Linked DNA regions of Mus musculus: region 2 is linked to region 1. A link is a contact called in public capture Hi-C data. All regions are on one chromosome and are shown on one strand. The core of a region is the stretch at or near the end of the contact, and the rest is flanking DNA. Distances in the headings are between cores, read along the strand shown.

Region 1 (6,363 bases), core at 2,357-4,856:
AAAAGCCCTTGGAGAACGAACAACCAGCCCCTCACAACCGCCCCTGAAGCTGTGACTGACTATTTTTTCCAGAGATGATGACAAAATGAAACACAGTGGACCCCGTCTTAAAGCCTTGTCTTATCCTGACACACCCTTGCTGGGAAAACCCTCCAGAGTGAGATGTCTAACCAGACAGGAACATGCTCAGTGATGTATAAATATGTATCTTTTACAAAATGAAACCACAGGGCCAGGCGGGGTAGCACATACTTATAATTCCAATAATTGGGAGGCAATGAAGATGAAGAATTGGAGGTCAGCCTGGGCTACATAGCAAAACCCTGTCTCAAAAAAAAAAAAAAACAACAAACCACAAACAAACAAACAAACATAAAAAAGAGTAACTCAGGAGTGGAGGCAAATCTGTGCACATGGCCAAGTGTGGCAGAGGAAGCCTTGGTGTTCCTCACACGTTTCCAGTGAGGCCTGCGTGTGTGTGTGTGTGTGTGTGTGTGTGTGTGTGTGTGTGTGTCCTGCCTTCTTGAGGTGAATTTTCCCTCTCAGGTTTACTTCATGGGCAGCCCGTAAGGAATAAGGGATTCCCCTCTGGGAAAATAGGAGACACAGCCAGTGTAGTTTATGAGTTGTATTTCTTGTAAAACTGCTTGTGGCATGGTTGAGAGAGAAACCTGTGTGTGTCAGGGTTCCTGTCCATCTATGAGTACTGAGTGGCAGCCTCCGCAGTGAGGGGGAGACAGATCCAGAGACATAGGTGTGACCCTCACAATCCCCAGCTCACTTCCTTCCAGTCTCAGTGTGTTACACAAGAGCAGGCACGAGATGGGGCACTCACGGTCCTCTCAGGGCTCTTGAAGATCTCCCGGGCCTCCTCAAAGGAGCACTGTTCCTCATTGCACTCTCTCTCCAGAGAGCCGGGCCAAAGCTCCTCCAGGAGTGAGTTGGCACGCCTTTGCCTGTGTAGGACACCATGTGCTTCCTCCTGGGTTATGAAAACTGAGAAACAGAAGGTCTCATGTGCTCCTGGCAGCTTCCCTCAAGCTGCTCAGAAGCCACCCACTCTTGGTCCCATCAGGAATGGAAACAGCCACACTGGATCATTCCAGTGAGTGAAGGAAACCACACTGGGTCAGCCCATGAAAACCACCCACACCAGATCTCTCAGTGGCAGAAACACCCATCTCCCGCAGTGATGGGAACAACTGATCCACATTAATCTTTTTCCATTCCACTCTTTGGTGGGGACCAAAGAGTTCCTGTTCACCTCAAGGAACGGAAGGTGCATAGGTTGTTTCCGTCAATGGCTTACCATCTTCTGTGGGCTGAAGGTCACAGGGAATGACACAGACCAGGCACAGCTGAATTTAAAATTGGATGTGTTGTGCTGGAGAGATGGCTCAGCGGTTAAGAGCACTGATTGCTCTTCCAGAGGTCCTGAGTTCAATTCCCAGCAACCACATTGTGGTTCACAACCATCTGTAATGGGATCTGATGCCCTCTTCAGGTGTGTCTGAAGACAGCTACGGTGTACTCATATACATTAAATAAATATATCTTTAAGAAAAATGGGTGTGTCTTTCATTGATGGTGACAGAGAACATGGCACAGTATTATGTAGAAGTATATGGTGACATATTTATTAGATGAGATGAAAGTTTACCATATCCATGTGATTTGGCATTTCTCCTATATCTCTCTTAGGAATTTATAATGAGAAGATGCTTGGAGAGCTTACAAAAGGTCACGAAATGACACATCGGTAGTAACGAGATTGCCAAATGGTGTGGTCTCCTGTGAGGCCAGTGAACACGAGGTTTACATGTGACACCAAGCCACAAAGAGACAGTTAATCACACATTGTGCAACCCCTTTCTTGGGTACTCATAAAATGTGTGCACAAACATATATTTAAATCTCCCTCTCTTCTCCCATCTGTGTCCTCTATCCTGTGTCCAGGGAGTCAATCGAAGAATCTCAAGTCATAGCCCTGGGGCTTCAGATCTTACCATAACATAGCATTAGCCCTGGGTACCATGGCCACAGCTGCCTCACCTGGGGTTCTGAGTCCTGTGATTTTCTACATTGGAAGTGTTTCAGATGCAGCCTCTACCACACGACCTTGAATGTCAGTGACCTCGACAGAAACTAGAAGACAGTGTTCCACACTTGGCTTTGGAAAAGCAAAGATTTGGGTCTGAATCCCAGGAGTGGGTGTGGAGATGGGGTGCAGATGTTTAAATCACCTAAAGGTAGTCAGGGGTGGAAACCAAGGATGGTGTTGAGGCCCTCAAAGTCCTCATATGACAACTGTGTCACATAAACTGTGTGCCTGGGATATCTGTGGACGGGAAGACGTGTAACTGAGATGGGAAGAAGAGCCTTGAAGGAAGGCAGTTATGGAAGACCCAATAGCATCCAATGTATTCAGGAGGAGGGCTAACAGAGACAGGCTTTCCCTATGCAGAGGAGGCTCAGAGGGCCTTACTGGGAGGAGCTGGGTCTAGGTGGGGTTGAAAGGTGGCTCTGCTTACCAGGAGGACGTTGGTACACCCCAGAGGAGGGTCCCTTGGAAGGACAAGAGTGGAAGTCAGATAAACCATTTTGGGAAGGGACAGAGAGAGGGAAGAGGAAGGGCCGAGGAACACTCTCTGGTGTTCCTAGAGAGGATGGAGACACTGTCCAACTGGACCAATCAATGTCCTTCACCAGGCAGAGAAGGATCCATATGCCACCAGCCACTGGGACACATACACTTCTACAGCAAGTGATTGTGTAAGGGGTGGGCCCTTAGGAGAAGGTAAATTTACTTCAGCCAATCTCCTGGAGATCCAAAGCAAACCTGACCCCAAGGTCTTCCATACCACTGCAGAGAACTTGGGAAAGCCATTGCTCCTGTTGTCACTCAGTTCCACAGGAGAATCCACTGCAATCCCTATGTGCCATGGGCTTCCAAGGGGGACAGTACTGGCTCGACCACCCATGTCACTATGCATGGGAATGTTCCTGGCAGCATCTCTTTCTGTAAGACTGCAACTTGTGATTCATAACTACGAGCTTTCTCCCCCAAGGCCTTAGAGGCACACATGTATGTATGTGGTGGGGGACTTGGTGGGAGGGGCTGTGGATGTGGATGTAGAGCCAAGGCAGTGAGCGAGCCCTCTAGTGCAGTTGCCCTGTGGCTGTTCTGACACATCTGACCCCTTGCCACAGAGCTCTGTACTGAGTGACCCCCAGGCTCTAATTTCACAGGCAAGTGTCTGTGTCCATAGAGGGCAGGAAAGCACCCTACTTCTAAAACGTCTCTGGAGGACGACAGCCAAAGATCCCACCCCTGTGAAGAGCTGCCTATTTCCGGGTGGCAAGCATCCAGATGCTATCTGCTTTTGTCAGGGACACACATCAAGTGTGCTGCTCATGAGGGGGTTCCTGTTGATGTCCCAGCTGCCTCTGCAAAGAGCAGCAACTCCATGCACAGAGAAACCCTCCCCGGACAGACAGACATATATACCTGCAGTCCCTAGAGGTCCCTGGAGCTGGAGCAGAAAGCAGAGAAGCAGCAGCCCATGCGCCTGTGGAACCATGATGAGACTGTGGCTTCTGGCTGGTGACTGTCCAGATGCTGCCGGGAGGGCAAAGGTCAGGGGGGAGGGGAGAGGGGTGGAGAAAGCTGGAGCATTGGCTGGAAGCATGGAGGCCGGTTGGAGGCTGCCACTTATGTCTCTGGCACTTGTACATCCAGGGAAAGAGGAAAGCTAAGGCAGGCAATGTGGGCTCAGACCGGAGGTGTGAACAGAGCTCACCCACCGATGGATGTCCATATTCACAGTGATGACATTGTTAAAGCACAGGGTATGGGCTTATGACCTGGAAAAGACCTGTAGGGCAGACCTGGGCTGTGCAGCCGTCAATGGCTCTCAAGGGCTGCCCTGCCCCTCCTCTTCCCACACTGTGGAAACAGCTATCGGCAGGTGGCCCATGACTTGTCCCTTTGTGTCCTCTGGCCCAGGCTCCAGGTGGAGTTGTGGACACTGGGTTGCCTGAGATCAACAAGGTTTCTCAGCACGTGAAACTTTCTGTGTAAAAACTGGATCTAGCCCAAGGACACTCGGTTTATGGTCATGCAGCCTCCTAGACTACACTGTGGGCTTCAGTTGGACCCTCTGAGGAAAATGTTCTTTTCAGGGAGGGGGCAGTACAAGGCTGGACCACTCTTTTGGGAGTCAGACCTCATTTGTGGGACACTACAGTACCTCTCCCTCTCTAGTCAGGGACTTTAATCTTTGCCAGCATGGTGTACCCCAGGGGCACCTTTGACTCCTGGGGTCCCTTCACACTTGGGACCCCAGTTGCTTCTTCTGGGATAGAGGTCAAATTTCACCCAGTAAAATCCAATGCTCTCGTGACAGGGTAACTCCAGGGACATGAGAGGAGATGGCAGCCATTCATCCCAGCTCTCTTATGTGAGGCTGGACCTGGTCTCAGGATTCTCTTCCCTATTGAGTTCCAGGAACTGTGTATTTAGCTTTCTGGAGCAGCAGAACAATTGGAGTTGCTTCAGAGGACAGATGCTGAGCCCGCCTGGTGCTTGGGCTCTGGCTAAAGTTCTTCAGCAGATGGCGACCTCCCTGTGGCACGTGCCTTGGCTGGCTCCTGCGTCTCAGGCGTCAAGGATCCCATTTGGACCTGCAGGGGCCTTGTTTGCTTGGTCTTCTTTTCACACCTGTACCATGGGTACCATTAGCACTGTACATACATAGTGCAGACACATGGAGGGATAGCATGGGGTCACTGTCTGTCCGTCTTTTGGACTCCTCCCCACTTACCTTCTCAGGAAAGATAAACAGGCTTCTTCTGGGATCCGGGAGTCCTTCTTATGTGGATATTCCTTGTATGTGCTCAGGGACCATTTGCCCCTTCTCTGGGATAGGAAGCACTAAGCCTCATCCCCAGCCAGCTCCCCAAGGGCTCCCCCACAGTCTGCAGAACAGGACTGGAACCCTCAGCATGCTGCTACATGTCAGCCTCACCCTTGTACATGTGACACACATGAGAGACCCGTAAGTGACAGTGGGCTCAGAATTACCTGGGGACACACACATACATTATGCTCACACTTCCTTATGGACTTGTACACATGCACACTGTCTTTGCACAGTTGCATACCATTCTTACACCTATGCACACACTCCACACACAGCCTATGCACACCCTTGTATACATGCACGCTACACCTTCACACTCACATCATCCATGACACCTACACAGATGCAGGCTCCCTCACTCCATGGGGAAGCAGAATCTTTGGAGCAGTCCTAATCACAGAGTTTGATGATGCCTGTGGGTTCTGACACCCTGCAAGGTTGGGGACCAGTGGCAATGCCACCAGTAACTTGAAGTTTAAGAACTAGAGAGCTGATCTGAATCAGAAAGGTCAGTATCACTTTTATTTCCTCTGGATCTGTCTTGCTCTGGATCTGTGTCTTGCTCTGGATTTGTGTCTTGCTCTGGATCTGTGTCTTGCTCTGGATCTGTATCTTGCTCTGGATCCCTGTCTTGCTCTGGGTCTGTGTCTTCTCTGGGTCTGTTTTGCTCTGTGTATTAGCCTCGAGGACTCTACTGTTAACAATGTGTGAATGCTCCTGAATTTCCTGGTTAGGAGCAGGTACTTTCAATCCACCAGATTCATTTCTTGCTCCTTTGTGCTAGTCCCTATTCTAGTGAGTGATCTCAATAGTGAGGTGTCCTCATGTTTGTCCTGTATGCTAGGAAGGCTCTTGCTCACCTCTCTTTGATTTCTGCTTGGATGAGGATACTTAAAATTTTTGCTTTGAAGATTGATACACATGCTTTATCTGGTTGAAAACTGTTTTTAAACTCCTGGTGCAATAACCATGATAAATTAATGATCAATTAAAATTTTGTACATCTATGAGACTGCTGACTTATCTGGTTCAGTTTGACATGGTAAGTTACAGCAGTACTTTTTTGATATTGCACCATACCTGCATTACATGGACAAATTTACTTGTTTAGAATTTGTGGGGTTTTTTTCCCAACATAGGTCATTGTTCTTGCTTGCCCACCATAAATATATGATTGCTGAAGATACACCACACTTTATCTGTAGCATATAGAGAATCAAATTGGCACTGACCTTGAAACTTCCTCCCTTATGCTTTGTTTTCATAGTTCTGAAAGTATCCATTGGAGGAAAGAGTCATCAGCTGTCCCATTCACCAGAGAACCCTGCATGCTAGAACAGTGACTACATAGGTAGTAACCGAACCTATGAATCAAACAGTGGTATGACTGTTACAGGGCTAACAAACTAGGGCTGTTAGAGGGGTAACCAATTACAATTGT
Region 2 (6,363 bases), core at 2,476-4,975, 170 kb before region 1:
GGAGTGGTGGACTAGCAGAAGAGAGTGCTTGCTGCTATTGCAAAGGACCTGGGTTCAGTCTCCACGACCACATGGTGGCTCATGACTGCCTGTAGTCATTTCAGTTCTAGGAGATCCAGAAGTCTTCTGGCTTGCAGGGGCACCTGCGCACATGGTAACCTGTGGCCCATCAGGGTGTCGCACACTTTGCTTTGTAATTTCTGTGAGGAAACTGTAGACAACCCAGCCCCACTTAACTGGTCTGAGAGTTCTGAAAAGAATGGTGTATGACAGACAGACTGGATCAACAGCTTCAAGCAGCCCTGGGCGTCCTCTCTACCCCCAACTCCCATATGACAGGCAGAGTGTGTGGTGGTTCAAATGCTAACCACCACCACCCCCCCCCCCTCCCCGGCTCATGCTTGGTCCCCAGTTGGTGGAACTGTTTGGAAAGGATTAGGAGGTGTGGCCTTGTTGGAGGAGGAGGTGTGTTACTACTGGTGGGTTCTTGAGGTTTCAGAAGCCCAGGCCATTTCTCCTCCTCCTCCTCCTCCTCCTCCTCCTCCTCCTCCTCCTCCTCCTCCTCCTCCTCCTCCTCCTCTTCTTCTTCTTCTTCTTCTTCTTCTTCTTCTCCTTCTTCTTTTAAGATTTATTTATATTATGCACATGAGTACACTGTTGCTGGGATCACACACACCAGAAGAGGGCATCAGATCCCATTACAGATGGTTGTGAGCCACCATGTGGTTGCTGGGAATTGAACCCCTAGAAGAGCAGCCAGTGCTCTTCACCACTAAGCCATTTCTCCAGCCCAAGCCCAGGCCATTTCTGGCTAGCTCTCTGCCTCCCACTTGTGGGTGAGATGTGAACTCTCGGCTACTGCTCCAGTGCCATGCCTGCCAGCTTTCAGACATGCTCCCCACCATGATGGTATAGACTCTAGTCCTCTGAACTTATAAGCACCAATAAACTCTTTCTTCTATAAGTTACCTTGGTCATGGTGTCTCTTCACAGCAATAGAAAAGCAGTTAAGATGGGGACTGGAAGGGGATGGGAACCAGGGAGCTGATGCAGTCTGGCTGGTCACCTAGGTAGTTGGTACTGCAGACATGTCAGTGGGTTCAGCTGTTGCCATCTTTATTCATCCACAGCAATGCCTCATCCACTCTTCTTGGGTCTGTCTCCATTTGCTTTACTCTGAGGGAACAGCCTCAGAAATGCTTAACTCCTGAAGTAAAGCTAGATTTCTCTCAGACCCTGGGTCCTTGTGCTGAGTTTGCACTGCCCCGTGCTGTCTACCCCAGGCTTTAGAGTGGCTTCTTCAGAAGGTAGCTTAGGACTGGGAAGGGTATGGAGGACCACTGTGGGCCACTGTGGGTCAGGCTATGTTAAGATACATGGTGGAGGTGGGTATGCAGTGAGAGAGGCTACTTATTTAGAGGCACTCAGCCTTTAGGTTTCCTAGCCCCATAGGGGAGCTTGGTGAGATAAGAGGACCAACCTCTGCTGGAGCCTTCTATCTTCCCTCCCCACTCTTCCTCCAGGGCAGCTGTTCTTATCGAACTAACTTCGGCTAGTGCCAGCATCCCACCCTGTGGTCATGTTTGACCGTGAAACTCTCACAGTGGAGAGCATGCCTTCATTCTCAAGTTTAAGTGTAGGAGGCCCATAGATGTTTCCCAGCCTGCATGAGAGCCACAGGCCAGGACCACTCCAGGGATCCATGTGGGACTCCCAGGCTCCATCAGCAGAAGGGCAAGAGTCACAGAGAGAGGGGTATTAGAGATGTCATTTGGAGGCTAGGGTGCCGGACTGAGAGGTGGGAGCTGGACATGGAAAAGGGACAAGGAGGGGGCTATCATATTTGACCTTGCAAATGTCTCTTTTATTTGTTTTGGTTGCAACAGCCAGTCACAGGGAAGTCACAGGGAAGAAAGACTTAGGCTTGGGAGGCAGAAGAAGGAGGATCTCTGTGGTTTCAAGGCCAGCCTGGTCTACATAGTGAGCTCCAGGATAGAGAAGTACAGACAGAGACCAGGTCTCAAAAAGCCAACCAACCAACTAACCAACTAACCAACTAAATCAACAAGAAGGAGGAGGAGCGGGAAGAAGAGGTAGAAGAGGAGGAGGAGGAGGAGGAGGAGGAGGAGGAGGAAATATGGAGGAGGAAATGTTCCAGCTCTGTGTGGTCAGACCAAGGGGAAAGTTGTGTATGAAGAGAATGTAGTCCAGTCTGTGGTCTGAGTCACCACTGGGGAAAGGTCAAGGTCAGAGCACTGGCAAGGACACTTGGTGTTAAAACACTGTTCACTGCTGGGCTGAGCTGATCTCTGCACGTTTTTCCCCAGAGGCAGCAAGCACTCTGGGCGACTGTGGGAGCTAGAATTTGGGGTTCTGCTCATGCCAGCACTAAGTTTCATCCAATGTCAACAGAGAAGCTCAAATCTGCAGCTCTAACTGGATTTTCAGGTTCATTTCTTGCTGTATTCTAAAAGAAAGATGGGGCTAGATATGGTGGCATGTGCCTTTATTCCCATTGCTCAGGATGTGTGTGTGTGTGTTAGGCAGGCACAGGTAGATCTCTCTGAGTTCAATACCAGCCTGGTGTTCATAGTGAGTTCCAGACCAACCAGAGCTACACAGTGAGACACTGCCCCCCCCCAATAAAAGAAAGTAAAAAGAATAAAATAAATAAATAAATACAAAATAAAAGAAAGAAAGATGGAGGCACCAAGGCTTTGGTAGAGAATCCTTGTTCAGCAGAGTTTGGTCAAAGCAAGGAGGAGGGAAAGCAATACAAACCTCAGGTTTTCTCATCTGTCTTACAGTAGTCTCAAAACCTAGAGAAAATGAAGTAAAGGGCAGAGCTGCGTATGTAGCCTTGAGAGAGAGACAGAGAGAGGGAGAGAGAGAGAGAGAACCGGTCCCACCGGGTGCTGCCTGTATTCTTGGCGCTGAGGTCAGGATCATTTACAGTGGGGTATCCAAGTGTCCCAGTGGACCAGGCTAAATTCTAATCCCACCCCCACCCCACCCCCGCCGCTTCCTGCTAGGTACTTTGAAGTTTCTAACTAGTTCAAGTGAGTTCCCAAAGTCCAGCTGAGGGTCATTCCAACTACAGTCAGCTGAAGGTGGGTAGCACCTTCTAAACACCACAGAAAAGTGCTTCTGCAACGTCCGATCCGTCCCACCGCTGACCACAGGGCCCGAAGGCGCCAAAGCCCTATGCTTTACCTCGGCACGGTGAGCATTCATAATCCAAACATTCCTCCACAGGTTTCCGAGGGCACCTCGCTAAGAAAGGCAGTCAACTGGTTTCCAAGCCCAGAGTCTGAAATCTCAAGAAACGGACGGCGACAGGGACCACGAAAGAAGCTCGGCACCGCGGCACTGTGACCCTGCAGTAGCGCACACAGCTGGGGCTTCCCTAGGCGAGGAGAGATGGTAAGGCGGCAACTCTTTCCAAGGCTAGACCTCGGGTTCCAAGGTTTGGAGAAGCGAGTACCCTTTGATGGTGGCCCTCAAAAACACCGTATGTTCTCAGCCTCGACAAGCAAGGAAGCAAAGTGGAAAAACAAACAAACAAAAAAACCCTCCTTTTTCAGCATCGGAGCTGGAAGTCCGAAGTCCAAAGTCCAGTCTGCCAGGCACTGAGGCTTGAAGGATATTTAAAATCCTGCAAAGTGGATCCAGGTCTTCTAACCTCGGCATAGGTTTCCATCTCCATGGATTTTCAAATCCCTAGTGCCAGGCTGCAGCAGGTGCACTCGGTTCGGGTCCCTAGGCGCTCCCATCTCCGACACCGCCCCCACCCCAGCCCCGCTCCGTCCACTCTACCCCGCCCCGCCCCCACTGACTCCGCCCCTCGTCCCCACCCCGCCCCCGTCTCGGCCACGCCCCCGCCGGAAGCACTCGCGCGCCCCGGGGCCAGCGGCGCACCGGGGTCCAGCGCTCGGGGCTGCAGAGGTTGTGAGTCCCGCGGTCCCTGGCCCTTCTCCGCATGGATCCCGCAGAGCGCGCGCAGGCGGCGCGAGCTCGGGTGCCCAGGTGGGTGCGGAGGCCGCGCGCGCGGGGTGCTGGGCGCCCTCTCCGGACTGGGTCTGAGCCAGTCGATGCTGCGCGGGGGACGCGCTCTGGTCCACGGAGAGCGAGGGGCATGAGGGGGTGGAGGGGATGGAGGAGGGGAGGAAGAGAGGAAGGGAAGGTGAACTGAGGATGGACGGAGGGGCGGACCGAGGGGTGTCGGGTGTCGGAGCTCTTGGACCCCAGCCGCATCCCCGCAGGCGCGGAAACTTGGTTCGGGGAAACAGGTTCTTTTTGTTTGTAGGATCGATCCGTATGGGTTTGAAAGGCCCGAAGACTTTGACTATGCGGCTTATGAAGAATTCTTTTCCACGTACCTGGTGATACTCACCAAGAGGGCGATCAAATGGTCCAAACTTCTAAAAGGAAACGGTGGTGTCCGGAAAAGCGTGACAGGTGAGAGGCCTGATGCTGGCTGGCATAGCGGCCATTCAAACAAACAGGACTTTCTCCCAAGGGCCAGAACCCCTGTGGCGAGACCCCCAGCGAGACCTCTGGACTGCAGGACCTCCCAGCAGTAGCTGTTACCCTGCAGTAGTTACAGTCCCTATGGCATGACTCCCCAACAGTAGAACCCTGTGAAACCTGTGAGCATGACTCCCCCGCCCCGCAGTAGAGGGATCCCTCTTTAAATGGGACTCCTCAGCAGCAGGATCCCCACCAGCCGGAACTCCCAAAGCCAGACCTACGAACACCATCACTACCCTGCACACGAGCATACACTGCATTTCCATAGGAACTGGACCCCTCTATAGTTGAACCCCACCACCCCCAAGCGCGACTTCTGGGACATCATGAGACCCCCTAGGAGGGTGTGTTTGTGCCACACAGCAGATGGGAGAGCTCCTTACCTGGTTGAATTTTCTCCATGGTCACCACGCCCTCTTAACTGTAGATGGGCAAAGTCCATATTTCCTGGGAAGCCTCGAGAAGGCCTTGTGTTCTGAGGGGGGTTAGAACAGCGCCTATCTCTCAGAGATGGGTAGGGGTGGGGTACCTAGGGCTGGGCTCCTGGAAGTCCAGTTCCAAGACAAACTTTCCTCTTTCTCTGAACAGGAACTACCATGCCTCTCCAAGCGTTTTTTTTTTTTTTTTTTTTCCTTCCCCTATACCATTCTTGATAGTCATTTTTCTTCTCTGTAGAACCAAAGGCCCCTCCCTGCTTGCAGGGCTTTTTGTTTATTTTGCTGTGGAATCCTCATCGCTTCATTGAGATAATAGGGACTTCATATTTGTTAAAGGAGTGCCTGAAGGTGTTTGCCAGGTGGCCAGGTAGACAGACCTACAGTGTGACCTTGGGGGGATTGGCTGCTCAAAATTCATGATGACCCAAGCATAGGGGTAGGGGCAAGTGTAAAGGCAGAGGGGATGCGGTCGTCTCTGAGCACTAACTTGTTCTCTGTCTCTGTGAGCTAACGTGTTCCCTGTCTCTGTGAGCTAATGTGTTCCCTATATCATCTTTCCCTTTGCACTTACTCTCTCCGTGTTCAAGCATGTTTTCAACAAACACTACTTTTTAGTCTTCTAAGGTTAGAAGTTTTATTTACACTTAATACATAGTTCATGCCCACAGTGAACATTTTAGTTATACAGAAAGATACACAATGAAGCCACTTCCCTCCCACCCCAGGCTCTAGTCTACCACAGAAGTAACACTGGGGATTGCCTTAATGTGTCCCCTGGAGCACGTCAGTACAGGAAGTAGCTCCTGTGGCTAGGAGGATCGGTAAGGCCAGACCGATTATCCCTGGAATACATAGGTCTATGCAGGTCTCTTACACATGCCAGCGTGAGTGCAGCTTTCAAGGCCCAGAGAGGCCTTGAACCTGTGACCCTCTGCAGGTCTCAGCCACTAGGCCTGGTTCGCAGTAGTCTAGTACCTACTTCAGGTTTGCTTTGCTTTTGAACATTTGTCTCAACTCTCTGAAATTTTAACTTGCTAGGTTGGAGTGAGGGCTCAGAGGTTAAGAGGTACAGTGCTTCTTGCTCTTCCAGAGGACCTGAGGCCAATTTCCAGCACCTGTATGGGGTGGGTCACAGCCTCCTGGGAATCCAATGGCTCTGGCCTTTGTGGGCACACATAGTCACATGTAAACATGTGACATGCATGCACACACACACACACACACACACACACACACACACACGTCACACGCCTTTAATCCCATCACTTGGGTGGGTCTATGGGAGTTTGAGGCCCACCTGGTCTACATAGAAAGGACAGTCAGGGCTACATAGAGAGGGCCTGTCTCCTTGCTCCTTGCCGCGTTTTTTTTTTTTTTTTTTTTTTTTTTTTTTTTG

What was found. Capture Hi-C pulls out chosen DNA fragments and counts their contacts.
Region 2: a contact with region 1 is called in a capture Hi-C map of macrophages, with 3 times the contacts expected there. The contact joins the promoter of 2810030D12Rik here to the promoter of F7 in region 1. A contact is called at or near these places in 7 of 39 promoter capture datasets (the 3T3-L1 cell line, cranial neural crest, embryonic stem cells and 4 more), 2 of 484 Hi-C or Micro-C datasets (liver and uterus), 2 of 115 datasets of contacts at active chromatin or transcription factors (bone marrow-derived dendritic cells and embryonic stem cells) and 4 of 9 other capture datasets (adipose tissue, liver, macrophages and 1 more).

What each region holds. Positions count from the first base shown.
Region 1 is chr8:13,023,277-13,029,639 of GRCm38.p6, reverse strand. F7 (coagulation factor VII) reads right to left here and starts at 3,606. Exons shown (of 8, transcript NM_010172.4): 1 at 3,509-3,606; 2 at 836-996. The coding sequence starts at 3,581.
Region 2 is chr8:13,198,144-13,204,506 of GRCm38.p6, reverse strand. 2810030D12Rik (RIKEN cDNA 2810030D12 gene) reads right to left here and starts at 3,725. Exons shown (of 2, transcript NR_166508.1): 1 at 3,214-3,725; 2 at 2,717-2,819. It overlaps Grtp1 (GH regulated TBC protein 1), which reads left to right and starts at 3,883. Exons shown (of 8, transcript NM_025768.2): 1 at 3,883-4,026; 2 at 4,307-4,458. The coding sequence starts at 3,980.